Linked DNA regions of Mus musculus: all the other regions are linked to region 1. The links are chromatin contacts, called in public Hi-C and HiChIP or PLAC-seq maps. All regions are on one chromosome and are shown on one strand. Each heading gives the region's core, a stretch centred on a gene start, on an enhancer-like site or on the middle of the called end of the contact. The rest is flanking DNA. Distances are from core to core; before and after follow the strand shown.

The links. Hi-C and Micro-C count contacts between places; a contact is called where the count stands out from the background. HiChIP or PLAC-seq counts read pairs in DNA pulled down with a chosen protein or histone mark.
Region 2: a contact with region 1 is called in a FOXA1 HiChIP or PLAC-seq map of pancreatic cancer cells. The contact joins the promoter of H2aw here to the promoter of Mief2 in region 1. A contact is called at or near these places in 1 of 39 promoter capture datasets (pre-B cells), 1 of 484 Hi-C or Micro-C datasets (B cells) and 1 of 115 datasets of contacts at active chromatin or transcription factors (pancreatic cancer cells).
Region 3: a Hi-C map of B cells shows a contact between it and region 1, with 8 read pairs. The contact joins the promoter of Prpsap2 here to the promoter of Mief2 in region 1. A contact is called at or near these places in 3 of 39 promoter capture datasets (cranial neural crest, liver and pre-B cells), 1 of 484 Hi-C or Micro-C datasets (B cells) and 1 of 115 datasets of contacts at active chromatin or transcription factors (large pre-B cells).

What each region holds. Positions count from the first base shown.
Region 1 is chr11:60,726,730-60,730,158 of GRCm38.p6, reverse strand. Mief2 (mitochondrial elongation factor 2) reads right to left here and starts at 1,761. Exons shown (of 4, transcript NM_001009927.2): 1 at 1,592-1,761. It overlaps Flii (flightless I actin binding protein), which reads left to right and starts at 2,896. Exons shown (of 30, transcript NM_022009.2): 1 at 2,896-3,032. The coding sequence starts at 2,970. Mir5100 (microRNA 5100) reads right to left here and starts at 1,496; the gene lies at 1,433-1,496.
Region 2 is chr11:58,953,021-58,956,449 of GRCm38.p6, reverse strand. H2aw (H2A.W histone) reads right to left here and starts at 1,765. Exons shown (of 1, transcript NM_178218.4): 1 at 1,258-1,765. The coding sequence starts at 1,712. The coding sequence ends at 1,320. It also overlaps the pseudogene H2bu1-ps and a transcript of Trim17 not described here.
Region 3 is chr11:61,760,352-61,763,780 of GRCm38.p6, reverse strand. It overlaps Prpsap2 (phosphoribosyl pyrophosphate synthetase-associated protein 2), which reads left to right and starts at 1,693. Exons shown (of 12, transcript NM_144806.2): 1 at 1,693-1,827.

The DNA of each region.
Region 1 (3,429 bases), core at 512-3,011:
CCCCTCCCTGAATCCTGCAAGCCTCCAAGCCCTGGAAAAGGGTTCATATAGGAAGGATCCAGGCCTTTCTCCTGACTCCACCCCAAGACCTTGGGAATCTGGGTTCAACATCACCACCCTGAGTCTACAAAGACAAAAGTTGCCAAGCCACAAACTGAGTGCTAAGGTCTGGGATTCACAGCACAGCCCCCAGACTCTTCCACTCCCAAAGCCTGAGTATTTTCCCCATGCCTCCTGGTCGAGTTCCCTCACTCCTAATCAGAACCTACCCAGAACAGCCATACTGTGTGAAAACCAGTCAGGAGGAACCCAAAGGCCCAGAAATACTTGTAATATGGGTTTCCAGAAAGTTTGCCTGGGTGGGGCCTGTCAGACCTTTGATAGACCCTTAGCAAATTCAGGAATCTAGATAGTGGCCCCCCCAGACCTTGACAAGAAAACTACCTGGGCTAGGGCAACCCCATCAGAGCCAGGCTGAAGGCCCCAGGGTGCAGTGGTGAGTGAAGTAGGCTTAAATAAACACTGAATCAGGACAAGCTGGCCAGGGCCCATGGACTCGGAACAAAGTTGGAGAGGGTAAGAAGGTGAGAGAAAGGCCCGGAGCCAAGGGCTTCTGTTTATTTGTACGACCGCACCAGTAAGGACTGGGAAGTGTGTGACTGGCCCAGTCAGGAACTTGGGAAAAAGTCACAGAAATCCACAGGCCCAGGCCACTAAGCCAGAAAGGTCATTGCCTGCCGGGGCACCAAGGACTTCAGCCCTTCTTTCAGGGCCATGGTTGCCTTGGGACTCAGTTGCCAAGTGACAAGATGCCTAGAGTAGCTGAAGCCTTAGGCACTGTGTGACTCAGCTGAGACACCTGTCCATGCTCCCCAGACTAAAAATAAGACCCTGTCCTCGAGCCTGGTAAGGTCAAAGGGCAGCCAGGGAGCCTACTCCAAGCTCAGAAACAGCTCTGCTCTGTTACTGCCCACCACTGCCCTCAGAGCAGTAAGCCACTCTGCAAATGGAAGGGGCTTGCATTCCATCACCTGTCTAAAGTGGGACTCAGCCCTACACCTAGAGGGGTCTTGTATTCAAACTCCAGTAAGAAAGGAATAAAATAGGTGACTAAATATAACCCACTTAGGCCCTATGTGGTGGTGCAGGCCTTTAATTTCAGCACTGAAGAGGCAGAGGCAGTCAAGGCAAGCCTGGTCTACACACTGAGTTGGAGGATAGCCAGAGTTACATAATAGAGCCTCTATTCAAAACAAAACAAAAATAACAAAATAACCCGACTCTTGACAGCCTGAACTTCACCTGTTCTTACATTCTGGCCAAAGCTGATTGCTTCTGATCATGACTGAGCAGAAACGTGTAACCAAATAGGCTCTTAGACTCTATTCAAGAGCGAAGTCACTGTGGCCCTGGAAATCGTGTGCAATACCCAAGTCGGGAAGAGGCACCGCTGGGATTCGAACTCTGCTCTTCAGTTCCCAAGTCCTCCCTCCCACCGCAGTGACCGCAGGCCACGCCCCCACCTGCCCCGGGATGCGCGCCACGCCCAGTGCTGGGAGACACCGGGCCACCCGGTGCGCTGTAGCCGTACCTGCGTCCGAGCGTCAGCGCATGGACCCAAGGACAGGGCGAGTAGGACCCTGGAGGCCCAGGACTCGCCTAGGAATGGAACGTTCAAACCCCGGGAACCGAACGCCGAGGCCCGAGGCGGCAAGTGACCCGAAAGGCACGCTGGATAAGCAGGCCTTCGCTCCAATCCGAGCGCACAACTCCTGCGCACACGTGCTCAAAACGGAGCAGCTCAGCCAATGATCGCCAGGCACGCCCCGGGACCGTCTGGGGCGGAAACCACAAGCATACTCCGGATTTAAAGGCGCAAGGTTATATTGATAGCGCAAGGGGGGCGGGGGAGGTGGTGAGTGTGACAATCATTCAGGGGCTTGTCTAGTTTACTTACTTTCGGGTGTTTTGTTTCTTGAGAAAGGGCCTCACACTAAAGCCACAACTGACATCGAATTCTCAGCAGTCGTACTTAGTCTCACATCTGACCTTGTGTGTACTTGTAATGAGAGCCTCAGTGTGGAGTCTGAGCTCATGGTCCCTTGGTGGGCCAGGCAGACAAAACTGCAGTTAGCCCAAAGGCCCACATTCTGCCTCTCAAGTTCGCCCCTGTTAGAGTGCCTGGTGGTTCCATTTCCGTTTGGCCTGCCTGACACATAATGGGAAAAGAGCTCTGCCATCTGTCGTGGGAACTCTATCAGTCTCTTCCCTCCTGAAACCCGGGATGCCAGACCCTGGACTTCCATAGAACAGCTGTGTCTGTTTATGGGAAACCTACTGTATGCTGGCCAGGGCAAGATGGCCACTAAGAGCTTGGCCCAGGAGATATACACTGATCTAGAGCACAAAACAAATCAATAAAGAATGGTGACTGGAGTCCTGATGCCAAGGGAGAATTGTGAGTGTTTGTGCAGCCTGCTCTCTAAGCTGCCACATGTGAGTACTCTGGCAACTTTGGGGACCGTGTTACACATGATCAAAGTTGAGTCCTGAAGCTGAAGGATTAGGTCCCAAAGCCCCGGAAGTCTCACCACTACCACCACCACCACCACCACTGATCCCTCACACACAAACTGCCTGTGTCCCTGACGTTGTTACCACCATCACTCCTGGGTCACGGCCAGCCCCAGAGGCTACAGCAGCCCAAGCGACAGTGCCTGGACCCCACCCTCCACGTTCCGACAGGAGACTGGAAGTGTTGATCATCTCCAGCGGGACCCCTACAGGCCTCCCCAGAACTCTGGTCCCAGGGAGGCCTCGCAGCTCTGGGAGTCGCCTAGCAGCACTTCCCGCAGAGGCCGCGGCCGGGAGGCGGCGCGCGCGGGTTAAAGGGGCGGGGCCGGCGCTGACCCAGCCCGCGGCTCTCGGCCGCCCCGCGTCCTCCCTGCCCGTAAGAGAGCTGCGCCACCATGGAGGCCACCGGGGTGCTGCCGTTCGTGCGCGGCGTGGACCTCAGCGGCAACGACTTCAAGGTTAGCTGGGGGAGAAGGGGAAAGGCGACCCCTAGGCCGTCTCCCCGGGCCGCTTCCTCTGCGCTTCCGGGACCGGCGGGCGGGGCGGGCGGGCCTCCGCGAGTCTTCCCGGGCCTGCCCCGCCCGGGGCGGAAGACCTGGGCGGGGGCTCCGGGGGTCTGGGGCCGCGCGGGATTTGAGCCCTCAGGCCGCGAACCGGACCCCATGCCACCGAGGGAATACGCCCTAGCCAGCCACCGCCCCACACTGTGGTCTCGGGACGTCACTTCTCCCTCCGCGAACTCGGGGTTCTCTCCAGTCCTAGGGGCTCAGGAACAGCCCGTTTGGTGGCGTGTAATGGAAAGAGATCTGTTAGTAAGGAGTGTGACAGGTGCGCCAGGTCCTAGGCGGCAAGTCT
Region 2 (3,429 bases), core at 516-3,015, 1.8 Mb after region 1:
CATTAAATAAATGCTAACATAACCCAATTCCTAAAAAGTTTAACCTCCACTCAAGCGTTTGAGCAGCTACAATGACCTATGAACACATACAAACTAAAACTAGAACTAGAGATTCTAACTAAAAGAACATAAAGATCTCTGGAGGTCCAACCCTCTGGCTTTGTTTTACTGAGACCACCCATTTGCAGATGTATAATCTATACGCAGTCTATTGATCACTCTGTTAAGACTCACCGTTAAGGAAAATTGCTTATCCTTAGACAAATGGCTTTAAGACGTTGGTATTTTATGAGCAGCTCTGTAGTTACAGACGGTGTCTGAGGAGCCCAGGCTTGAACAGATCCAGTTTCAGTACAGTCTATATAAATTATATAATAAACATTATATAACTGTCTTCGTGGCCTGTATTGTTAAATTTTAAATAGTGTACAGCAGTTAACAGGGAAGAGGCCCAATTCTGTGCCATTTAAAACGATTTAAAGGTAACTCATTTAACCCCCTCCTCTCCCTTTCCCAACCACGCTCCTGATTTACCTGTAACTCAACCATTCGTCATGCTGCTTAAAGAAGTCACAATCATCTATAAAAGCATGTCCTTAGTATGATGCTGCTTTAAACTTTATGACAAAGGACACTGCTGTACTCTCACACCTAGTTTAACCAGAACCTGACAAATCACTTTGCTCCCCAAGGTTAAGCTACTTAAGTGGATCCGATTAACCAGTTCCAAAGGCCTGCAGGACCACCATGCTCATCTGTAATCCTACCACTAAGCAGGCTGAAGCAGCCTAGAGACCGGCTCCCCACCCCCACAAAGGAAACCAGCAAAACTCCAAAGTTGTAAATCGCCTTGTAACAGAACATTTATATAAACAAGTAGATTTGAAATACCAAGTCTCCCCTCAGAAACCTTTGAAAACCCCGTCCTAACTGGAAGACTTGAACATGTCAATTTAACCCAGTTTCAATAGAAACACTAGCATCTAAACCAGAACCTTATACTAATTTCTATTATTAAGTATCCCCTTAATGTCCAAACACGAACGTTAACTGCAACCTTGTGTCTGACACGGAGTGGTGGGGAGAAACTCGAACGCCTCCAACGGCCCGCAGGCCACCCGCAGATGAAGCCGTTGGTCTCCCTTGAGCTCCCCAAGCGCCGCACAGGGATGCAGGAATGCACGGAAGGAGTCAGGAGAACTGGCCTGGCCAGTAACTGGCGACAGGCTCAGTGTACAGCGCTTTCTAATGAGGTTGTGGGTGGCTCTGAAAAGAGCCTTTGGTGTCTGTAAAAGTCGCACTAACGACCGGTAGGGGCCTCACTTGCCCTTGGCCTTGTGGTGGCTCTCGGTCTTCTTGGGCAGTAGCACGGCCTGGATGTTGGGCAGGACGCCGCCCTGCGCGATGGTCACGCGGCCCAGCAGCTTGTTGAGCTCCTCGTCGTTGCGGATGGCCAACTGCAGGTGGCGCGGGATGATTCGCGTCTTCTTATTGTCGCGGGCCGCATTACCAGCCAATTCCAGGATCTCAGCAGTCAGATATTCTAGCACAGCCGCCAGGTACACCGGGGCACCAGCGCCGACCCGCTCCGAATAATTACCCTTACGGAGAAGGCGGTGCACACGGCCCACTGGAAACTGCAGGCCGGCACGGGAAGAACGAGACTTCGCTTTTGCACGAGCTTTGCCGCCCTGCTTGCCACGACCAGACATCTTCCACTGATAACCAAAAGTACGCAAAAACAGAAAAGAAACCTAGCGAAAACGAATTCGTAAGCGCCAGCAAGCTCTTATATATGATCAGGAGGGAGGCTAGACTGCACCTTCCTATTGGATGCCAACAAGAACCAATCAGAAAAGAACGCGGAGCCTTCCTAATTTGCATATGCCTTACCCCGCGATGACGTAATGTAAAATTGTATTCAATCAAAGGGAGTGATGCCTGATCCTTCATTTGAATGCAAGGCATACAAATATTCTTGCTACAGGGGCGTCCGCGTTTCCGTAGTACAACTAGACATTATGCCTGATCCATCCAAATCAGCTCCAGCCCCCAAGAAAGGCTCCAAAAAGGCGGTCACCAAGGCGCAGAAAAAGGATGGCAAGAAACGCAAACGGGGCCGCAAGGAGAGCTACTCCATCTACGTGTACAAGGTGCTGAAGCAGGTGCATCCGGACACCGGCATCTCGTCTAAGGCCATGGGCATCATGAACTCGTTCGTCAATGACATCTTCGAGCGCATCGCCAGCGAGGCCTCCCGCCTGGCGCATTACAACAAGCGCTCGACCATCACGTCCCGCGAGGTGCAGACAGCCGTGCGCCTGCTGCTGCCCGGGGAGCTGGCCAAGCATGCTGTGTCCGAGGGCACCAAGGCAGTCACCAAATACACCAGCTCCAAGTGAGGCGCGGCGAGGGTGCCCTCAATTCAAAGGCTCTTTTCAGAGCCACCCATACAGTCGTTAAAAGGGTCTTGAACACAGTGCGGGCCACTGACGATTGCCACGCGCCCGAGGCGTTCCCTGACACTGGGTGCGGCCAAGTCCGATTTTTGAGCGAGAAATGTGGGGGTATGGCTGCTTTGCCCTTCCTAAGCGTAGAGTGTGAACGACAGCTGCAGGAGCAGGCAAGGGGCGTGAGTCCTCTCCCCAAGCCTGAAGTTTCGGTGGGCGAGGTCACAGTGAGGTGGTATTCTGGATGTGGGCCCCCTTGGTGGCCTCTGAATCTGTGTTCCCTTTAGCACCCTTTCCATCCTTTTCTGGAATAGAGAGGCGTCTTTAGCCCCTGAAAACTATTCTGACATTATATCATGTCAATAAACCCTGCACTAGCAGTATGCTGGAAACGGGGCGGGGGGAGGGGCGGCACACCGCAAAGCCTGTGTGCAGGAGCTAGGATGTAATTAGCCTGAGCTGCCAGCAAGCAGTTTCAGTGGTTAGGGGATGGGAGGTGGGAAAGAGTTCCGTTGTTTTGAGCAAGAGTTGTTCCCCTAAAGCTGCATAATTTTCTGTGAAGCATTAGTAAAAGAATAATCCACACTCAGCATTTATTTGGAGAACGTCATTAAAAATTTTTTTATTAGATATTTTCTTTATTTACATTTCAAATCCTATCTCCCTTTCTGGTTTCCCCTCCGAAAACACCCTATTTCCTCCTCCTTCCCCTGCTCACCAACCCACCCACTCCTGCCTGCTTCCTGGCCCTGGCATTCCCCTACACTGGGGAGAATGTCATTTTTATGGAGAACGTTTGGGCAGGGAATTTTACCTGTGGAAAGATCACCACTTTCCTTGGTTTGGCTTTTATTTATGAAAAGAGGATTCGTGATAATTATTTGAGTTGTTACGAGACATATTGAGAATCCTATAGTCACCAGCAGGGAATACTACGTACATTTTATTTTTTTACCAAGTTGTCAAAGGGAGCCCCTCT
Region 3 (3,429 bases), core at 444-2,943, 1.0 Mb before region 1:
TGGCTGTTCAAGCCAGGCGGTGGTGGCGCACGCCTTTAATCCCAGCACTTAGGAGGCAGAGGCAGGCGAATTTCTGAGTTCGAGGCCAGCCTGGTCTACAGAGTGAGTTTCAGGACAGTCAGGGCTATACAGAGAAACCCTGTCTTGAAAAACCAAAAAAAAAAAAAAAAAAAAAAGAAATGGCTGTTCCAGAGGGCCAAAATTAATCCAAGAAAAGGTAAACTAGCCTCTGAACCTGCAACATCCCAATCTCCCCCACAGTACTGAAATTGTCATCAGTCAGCCAGACACAGCTTCTTTTCAGTTTTCGTGCATACTTCCCATGAATTCTAGCTACCCACAAGCCCTCCTATGAATTCTAACCATCCTCAGCCTTCTGATAATTAATTCTAGCCACCTGTGCATCCTCCCATAAATGTCTGCTTGTCTCACTTGTGAACTGGAAGTGCAGTGGATGAGAGCCTTTAAGTATACACATGGAGCAAGGCACTGCAGGTGGTGCCTATCTATTGCTTTGTCACTGGCATCTGAGTACCCACAGCAATTAAATAGAGATAAGTCTTACCCCATTTCTGAAAGTTACTGTTAATATATATTAATATAAAATATAGATAATAATAAATAATGCCTTGATACCTGGCATGCACTATATGTTTGTTATGTTATAAATAGGGATCACTGGGGGCTGGTGAGATGGCTCAGTGGGTAAGAGCACCCGACTGCTCTTCCAAAGGTCCAGAGTTCAAATCCCAGCAACCACATGGTGGCTCATAACCATCTGTAATGAGATCTGACTCCCTCTTCTGGAGTGTCTGAAGACAGCTACAGTGTATTTACTGTATAATAAATAAATAAATATTTAAAAAAAAAAGAAAGAGAGGAAGGGCCAAGTAGCCCCTTAAAAAATAGGGATCACCATATTTCAAGGTATAAAGAATTCAGCAATGATATATCAACAGCAACCAATTTGCTAGGAATGATGGCCACCCTTTTAATCCTAACACTCAGGAGGCAGAGACAGATGGATCTCTGTGAGTTCCAGGTCACCCAGAGCTACAATTTTTTAAAAAACTAACTTTTAGAATGTTTAATTATTTGTATATGTTTATGTTTATATGAGTGCAGGTGGCTGAGGAGGCCAGAGACATCAGGGAGACTTGGAGCTAGAATTACAGGCAGTTGTGAACTGCCTGACATTGGTTCTGGGAACCAAACTCAGCTTCTCTGGAAAAGCAGTATATACTCTTAACCACTGAAAAGAAGGAAGGGACAACAAAGCGAATAATTATGAATGATAACTGCTCATCGACTGTATGCTAAGAACCATGCCAAGAGGTTCGCAGATTTCTCACTCACTCCTCCCAACCCCAGGAGATGGGGGTACTGCTGTCATCTCTTTTTCAGAAGAACTCAGGTCAAAGAGGTGACTTGCTCAGTCTTGCAGGACAGTAAAGACTTGAACCCAGTCAGAACCTATGAATTTTAACCACACTTCCAACCACGCCCACTCTAATTCTCCCCCACTTTCCTCGAGTCTGACCACGCCCACACAACATCCTCCCGCCCACTCTGGCGGCCACGCCCACAGCATCAAATGCATTGCCTTCTACCCCACTTTCTGCCCCGCCCCTCTTCCTCCAGACCACGCCCCTCGACGGCCTCGCCCACTCTAGTCAGTTGCCCTCAGGCCCCGCCCCTGGCCTCGCAGTCTCGAAAGACTTTCTCGCGCTTAGAGTCGCCATTTTGCTGTAAGACGCCGTGCGGAGCTCTGTGCTCTCTTCCTTCGGCAGCCGAGGCTGCGGCGGGCCGGGCTGGGGTCGGGACCAGGTAGGCGGGCGGGAGCCTCGGCGGGCGGACGGCGGGCCCCGCGAGCTCGCGCGGTGCCGGGCGGGAGCCATGGCCCTTGTTGCTCCGGGGCGAGCCCGGGGCCCCGTGTTCGGCTCCACCAGCCTTAGTGGATGATTGGGCTCCAATCAGACGTAGGAGGAGCGGCATAAGATACTCTGCAGAAAAATCTCTTCCTCAATCTGTTACATTATTGATAAGGATTTATTTTTCTTATATCGATATTGGCAGAGTTTGGGTGTTTAGCTTTTGTGAGGGATACGAAAATACTGAACCGAGCTTTGAGGCCTGAGGAAGTGTGAGTTCTAATGTTTTATGTTTTTTTTTTTTCTTTTTTTTTTTTTTTCTTGCGGTTCTGGAGTCGAATGCAAGGTGAAGCAATGCAAGCGGCCTGCCATTGACCCATCTCATGCCCTAGTGCTTAACAATTTAAATGCACAAATAAAAATAAAATAGGTGCGTGCCCCTAAGCCCCACTATAGGAAACCTTTCTTGTCTTTTAACTGCTGTAGTTTGTATCATTATTATCCAATTTTTGCAGAGATATGCACATTATATTCATTAGCTACTCTGTGGTTTAACATAGAACCAGTGTTTCTGTTCTTAAATAATCTTGCAGTTTGTGGGGCTTGATGGCACACCCCTTAATCTCAGAGACTGGTGAAAGGATCTTGAGGGCTCATGGTCCACAGAGCGAGTTCCTGGCAAACAGGGCTACAAAGTTGTTGGGGGTTTTTTGTTTGTTTGTTTGTTTGTTTGTTTTGTTTTGTTTTTAAATTGTACTTTCTATCATTGACAATATAGCTCTATACTTGGGATAAGCTCCAAGAATTGACAACACCAAAACATAGTTCTGTGCTCTTTCTTTGGCATTTAGTATGTATCTTTTTTTCTGATAAGGTATGTTTGCAATAGACATTTCAAAATCTGGGTATTTGATTCTATTGCCTGTAGTTCATCAGGTTGCCAAGTCATGCTCTGTATGACTGAGAGTCGCAACCTATTGTTGTATGCAGGGAACTGTATTGCATATCAGACTGCTACCCCACTCTGTCCTTCAGGGGCCACTGTTATGAGGAAGAGGTTACCTCGTATGACTTCGTTAAAGTCTGGGAAGTAATGTCAAACCTGTTTTCCTATTAAAACTGCTTCCCCAGGTGTGGGGGCTGGAGAACTGGCTGGTTAAGAATACTAGTTGTTCAAGACTGAGTCAGTTCCAGCACCCACCCACGTGACAGCCTACAACCACCTCTAATGCTAGACCCACCCAATCTGACACCCTCTGCTGGTCTCCAAGAGTACCAGGCACACGCGGTGTGCAGAGAAAACACCCATACACATTAAATGAATAAAAGTTACTTCTCCAAATTTAAAATAGTTTTAGATTTATTTCCTGCTTCTCCCAAGTTGTCACAAAAACAAAACAAAAAATCAAAACTCTCAGAACAGCATTAGCCATAAGAAAGCAAAATGCCAGTAACCACAGAATATGGAAGAGTAATGTGGTTTTATCTCTGCCCTGCAGTTTCTCAATTATTTTACTTTATTTTATTTTGGAGACGGAGGTTTCTCTGTGTAACAGCC